Linked DNA regions of Xenopus laevis: region 2 is linked to region 1. Evidence: chromatin contacts called from public Hi-C data. All regions are on one chromosome and are shown on one strand. The core of a region is the stretch at or near the end of the contact, and the rest is flanking DNA. Distances in the headings are between cores, read along the strand shown. Region 1 holds the start of apobec4.S (putative C->U-editing enzyme APOBEC-4). Region 2 overlaps tsen15.S (tRNA-splicing endonuclease subunit Sen15).

Evidence for each region. Hi-C and Micro-C count contacts between places; a contact is called where the count stands out from the background.
Region 2: a Hi-C map of the XL177 cell line shows a contact between it and region 1, with 2.6 times the contacts expected there. The contact joins the enhancer-like site here to the promoter of apobec4.S in region 1. A contact is called at or near these places in 3 of 4 Hi-C or Micro-C datasets (the XL177 cell line, the XTC cell line and animal cap).

What each region holds. Positions count from the first base shown.
Region 1 is chr4S:98,878,953-98,882,004 of Xenopus_laevis_v10.1, reverse strand. apobec4.S (putative C->U-editing enzyme APOBEC-4) reads left to right here and starts at 1,415. Exons shown (of 2, transcript XM_041561619.1): 1 at 1,415-2,095.
Region 2 is chr4S:98,947,281-98,950,416 of Xenopus_laevis_v10.1, reverse strand. The region is part of intron 2 of tsen15.S (tRNA-splicing endonuclease subunit Sen15); the gene reads right to left. Among protein-coding and RNA genes, the nearest start is that of tsen15.S, 6.7 kb to the right of the region's middle. Within about 2 kb of position 1,701, at least 1 of the 7 cell types and tissues checked has an H3K27ac peak or open chromatin away from gene starts, as enhancers often do.

The sequences.
Region 1 (3,052 bases), core at 166-2,665:
ACAGCCATCTTAAAGGGGATGGTACCTCCAGGGTGCCCAAGGCCACCTGTGTCGATAGATGCAATGAACTTGCACCTAAAGAATAAAGCACAAATGTGGTTTTGATGCCAAACACCGGAAATGGCAACTTCCCGACAATGAAAATCATGCTGACACAGCTCCACCTTGTGGCTACAATTATGATTGAATTATAGGAAAAAGTGCAGATATGCAGAGAAAATGTTGCATCAATATAATAAGCCTGATAAACTGTACATATACATTTAATACAGGTTCAGTACATTCTGGTAGATTTTGTTGGCTTGTGTACTAACATGTTGTTAAAATTCACCAGTGCAGTTACCAACCGTAATCAAAAAGAAATCTACTACAAGTTAAAAGTGAAGGTCTTGCTGCTATGGGTAACTACACTGGAGCAATTTTGCACCTATTCCTGAATCTCCATTTATTAGTAGTGGCCTATTTGCAAATGAAATTCACAGTTTAATGTTTAATAACAGTTTAATTAAAAGTTAATTTGGAATCAAACTAACGGAAGGTTGTCACAAGCTGCTAAGAGTTATAGTTTACTTACAAATACTGCCCAATATAGGAAGGCCCTGCTCTTTAGAGACTACAGTGTATCATTTTTTATTCTCTAGAATAGATGACAATGCTGTCATGCTTCATAACCCACAGTGGAAATGCAATAATAGGCTGAGGATACACTGAAGCAAGAAACAGAGTGCATTTTTTGGGCCAGAGGATGTCCAACCCTGACCTGCTGCAGGAAAACTTCTAAATTGGCAGAGCCCAGTCTGTAGGAGTCACAAGAAGATGCTTCATGTAGCTTAATTTTGATGAAATGCCCTGCATTGTCATTGACTTGCACTCTTGGCCAACAAACTCAATCCGAAATTCTATCATTTCAGTTCAGCATTAGTGATGGGCGAATTTATTCGCCGGGCGCGAATTCCCAAGATTCGCCGCCGGTGAATAAATTCGGGAAACCTCCGCTAAAAAAATAGTTTTTTCTGGAGGCCGGCGCATTTTCGCCAGCAAATTTGCACCAGCGTCCGTTTCGATAAAAAACGAGACGCTAGCACCGTTTCGATAATTTTTCGCCTAATTTTTCGGTGAAACGCCCCAAATTCGCCCATCACTATTCAGCATAAATAAGATAAAATGAAATGGATTATAACATCATCTCTTACCTCTAAGATGAAATGGCTACTCCTAAAACCTAGGCCAATTGCAATTGCAAACTGGAGAGCTTTTGAACAAAAAGCTAAATAATTAAAATAAACACACAAAAAAAATCAAAGACCAATTGTAAAGAGTCTCAGAATATAACTCACTAAATCATACTTAAAGTTAATTATAGATGAACAACCCCTTCAAAAGCCCTTAAAAAGGAGGAGGGAAGAAAGAAAGAAAGAAAGAAAGAAAGAAAGAAAGAAAGAAAGAAAGAAAGAAAGAAAGAATTTGGACAATGCATTTCACTAGGGCAAGGATCTGAACTTTTTTTACATAATAAATTACACAATCACATGAGTTATGTGTCTATAATTATTACTGGGACCTGAATCACAAAAGAGCCATTGCTTTATAATAATTGAATTTACTATCCCTAAAGCCTCTCCTTCACTGCTAATCCAGTGTGATAATTATGGGGCAGAAGCTAAAAGGTAAAGAACACTTCAAAGCCTAATAAATGAATGTCTGCTCGCCTGTGCTGGCCTGGGGATGCGCATTCCAGTGGAAATCCCTCCAGCAGTGAATAGAGGGAAAAGGGAGCAGTGCTACAGAAATGTTGCTGCTGAGAAAGTCAAACTAGGTGCATTGTGTAATGTTTGCAAATGTTATTTGCCTGTAAGATTACAACTCCATTTGGCACATCATTAGTTTATAGCTACGGCGTAATGTGGAAATAAGAAATGTGACTCGCAAGACAATTGGGCCACGCCTCACCTTAGGCTTGTATGTACAAACGACTTAGCAACCATTTGATATTGCTTTGTATTGTAAATACAGTATAGTCATGCCCTGTGAGATCCTTTCCTCATATCAAACCCTAGGAACTAACCATTTCCAAGCGCTTTCTCCGTCAAGCATGGTAAGTGTTTTTTGTACTTTTTAATTGCAAAACATTCTTAACAAACCACACAAGTTACTGTGAAATTGGGATTAACAATCGTTTCAGTTACATAGTTAGATCCAACCAATGAAATTTCTTTGATTTCCTGCAATTCTTGCCTCCTTATATCCTTAGCTCAGTCCATTATTACATTTCACTGTGGGTTATAAAATAGGAATATTTAATAAAGAGGGTAGGGCATTGGTACCTGGAGACAATGTTAGTGTAAGCTCTAATGACCGTGACCTTCCTGTTTCAGGCAGTGTTTGTATGTAATCGGAATGTTTCATGGGTACAAATAATTGATAATAATTAGAAAATTATATCTATTAATGTATTTTAGCAGAAGTGCATATCAAACAACTTCCATAGAACATAGGCTCTTGTTTAGATTAAAAAAAAAAAATATATATATATATATATATATATATATATATATATATATATATATATATATATATATATATATATATAAATCTAAACAAATCCAAAAAATCATAGATGCACACTGGGTACGTTTAAGGTTAAAACTTTTATTTTTTTTACATATTTAAAAATAGGTATAAATATATATATTTATATATAGGTATGGGACCAATCCAGAATGTTTGGGGCCTGGGGATTTCCGGATAACAGATCTTTCCAAACCTTAAGTTTACTAGAAAATCATTTAAACATCAAATAAGGCCAATCAGCTGTTTTTTTGCCTCCATTAAGGATTAATTAAATATTAGTTTGGATCAGATCAAGTACAAGGTACTGTTTTATTATTACAGAGAAAAATGAAATCATTTTTAAAAATCAGAATTATTTGGATAAAATGGAGTCTATGGGAAACAGGTTTTCCGTAATTCTGAACCTTCCAGATAACAGGTTTCCAGATAACAGATCCCGTACCTGTATAGTAAATGGCTAATACTTTGACATTATAACATA
Region 2 (3,136 bases), core at 452-2,951, 68 kb before region 1:
GATTAGGCCGAATCCTGCTGAAAAAGGCCGAATCCCGTACTGAATCCTGGATTCGGTGCATCCCTAATTTTAAATGACCATTTGCAACTCCTGGAACAAACATTTAGAAATCAAGGTGTTCAACCCATGGAAACCTCTAACTTTTTAATGCTCTGTTTATATGGTTTTATAGTTGTAAACTGGATTTATTTACCTAAGGCTTTACCTGCAAAGGAAATAAGCAAAAGCATACAAATGGGTAAATGTAGACACATCAAGGCTTCTGTGTACAAAGTTGGAGTGGCAGCATGATATTAGGAATGTTAAGGAATGGTTAGGGATTAACAGCAGAAAGACATCTCCCTTTCATTGATACACTGTGACTAGCAATTGTACAAATTCAATATGTGTTTATGCAATAACACATTATAAAATTGCACACAGAGTGATCACATATATGTGGCTTTATACCATTCCATTAAGGAAGTCAAACCATGTCAAACCCGGTGACCTATTTGTCTGTTTGTTTACTCATTTATTTGTTTTCTTCAAGTTTATATTTCATCCCTACTCCCCCATATTTCATTTTCTTGTTTAATACATTCACTACTACTGTATCATAATATGTAACTGAAGCATTTGTTTATTCTTTTATATGTTTCTTAAAAAGAAATTTAAAATCAAAAAGAGAGAAAATGACAGCAGGTCATTCCAATATATCAAAAGAAAGGATAAACTGTCTCAATTACTTATATGTGCCAGGGACTGGATCCTGTGGGGTCATTGTTAAAAGCAGTAAATATTACTCTGTATAGGCTATATAAGTATAAAACTGTGTCTCCACAGTACATTGATGTATTTTAGGAATATTGGATTTTTTTGAGGGAGGCTCTGAAATGAATGCAACATGAACTATTATTCTTCAGTAGTAGAATTACAGGTTCTTACAGGGTACACTGACATCAAAAGCAACTCTCTTATCTTCAGTCATTCTGTAGGAACCTTTCTAAATGCACACTTTGCTAACCTGCAATTGGTTATTATTATTAACATGTATTTATAGAGCGGCAACATATTTTGCAGCGCTGGTTGCATACAATTTGATATTGAGCCCTTCCTGGAGCAGTTCTCAGCTGAAATGTGCACCTAGTTGCATTGCATATTAATTGCAGGAATCAGTTTGTTTGTCAACAAGATGAGATGTGCGTGCACACTGCACCTGGAACAGCATAACCCCCTCACATGCAAGTGAGCGTGAGATGTCACAGTTAGCTGCCAATGGTAGGTTCATTTTGGTATGTAATTGCACGGATGTGACAGTTGTCAACACGAAGAATAGCAAGAACCACTAGCTCAAAACTTGTTACAAGTGCCATTTTGTTGATACCACACCTAATGGAATACTAGTGATTTGTTCTAATTGTTCTGCTGTTTGGAGCACACACGTAAATTTCAGATGCAAAATAAAAATTCTATTACACAGCACTGCTGGTACAAAAGACAATGATTCAGAAATTCAATAGAAACTAACCAGGCATGTTATTATTGTTTCCCACGTATGTGTTTCACTACAGAGTAAGAGGAAATTCACCAGTCTTAACCTCTTCTTCTCCACATCTACACAATAAGCATTCTTGCCTTTTTATTCCCCCATACAGAGCAGTCTTTCCCTTGCCTGTACTATTACCCCTCCCAACAGCTGCAACTACAGTTCCCCTAGGCCCTCACATACCCTTCCCTTCTTTAGAATTTGAGCCTGCCCCACCTAGCAACTGTCTCTGAGATCTGGCCTCACTACTTCCACACTCTCAGTCACTATACTGCTCTGCATATGTTCATTAAACAAAAAAGAAAATATTAAAGGAATTTTAACAAACAGAGCAAACCATGTGAAGGGTTTCATTATCTTGCAACTGGACAATCTGTGAGTGTAGTTTGAACTATAGTAGAACTGAATATATAAAACTGGGCTGGCCATGCTCTTGGTGTTTGTATTCTTGCTAAAAAGCAAGAGTCGGTCACTTCTGGTAGTAGCAACTTATTAAACTATAACTGCATGCTACTTCTGGTGTGAGATACAGATCATAAAGGAAGCAGGAAGAAGCACCTGTGTTATGACTCCTTGGTCAGTAGTTCAGACAGTAGTGGGATAGAATCAGATCCCAAGGACTTTATCAAGACTGACTATCAGGTGTTCCCATGACCTTTACTGGTCTGTGTGGCATGTACATGGACAAGAACAAGGTGAAGCAGAGCACACTCTGGTATCTTCACAGAGAACGCCTGGTGCACAGGGTAGAGAGTACGGCAACCCCCAATATATAGTAGAAATAGAAAAACTCTGGCACTCAAGGCAAGTGAAATGCAGGGTTTCCCCTTGCTTTTTATTTCTTGTGAAGACATGCAAGGGGGAACCCTGCATTTCACTTGCCTTGAGTGCCAGAGTTTTTCTATTTCTAATGTACATGGACAACCCAGTAATTCCCAAACTCGGATGGCTCAAAGCAAAGGGAGCCTGATAAATGCACTTTATCCTTGGACCCGCGGCCATTGGTCGATATGAATAGCAAAACTACAGGCCCTTATGTATCCACTCTACTAAATACACTCCTGACAGAGCCATTATATAGTTAATGCAACTTCTATATAGTTAAATCAGGTTGAAAAAAGTCAAAGTCCATCAAGTTCAACCCCTCCAAATGGAAACCCAGCATCCATACACACACCCCTCCATACTTTCACATAAATTATATATGCGAATATCTATAATAACTATAGAGTATCACAATAACCTTTGATATCATGTATGTCCAAAAAATCATCCAAGCCATTCTTAAAGGCATTAACTGAATTAGCCATCACAACATCACCCGGCAGTGCATTCCACAACCTCACTGTCCCGAGTGTGAAGAACCACCTACGTTGCTTCAAATGAAAGTTCTTTTCTTCAAGTCTTAAGGGGTGGCCTCTGGTACGGTGATCCACTTTATGGGTAAAAAGGTCCCCTGCTATTTGTCTATAATGTCCTCTAATGTACTTGTAAAGTGTAATCATGTCCCCTCGCAAGCACCTTTTTTTTTTCAGAGAAAACAACCCCAACCTTGACAGTCTACCCTCATAATATAAGTCTTCCATCCCTCTAACCAATTTAGTTGCA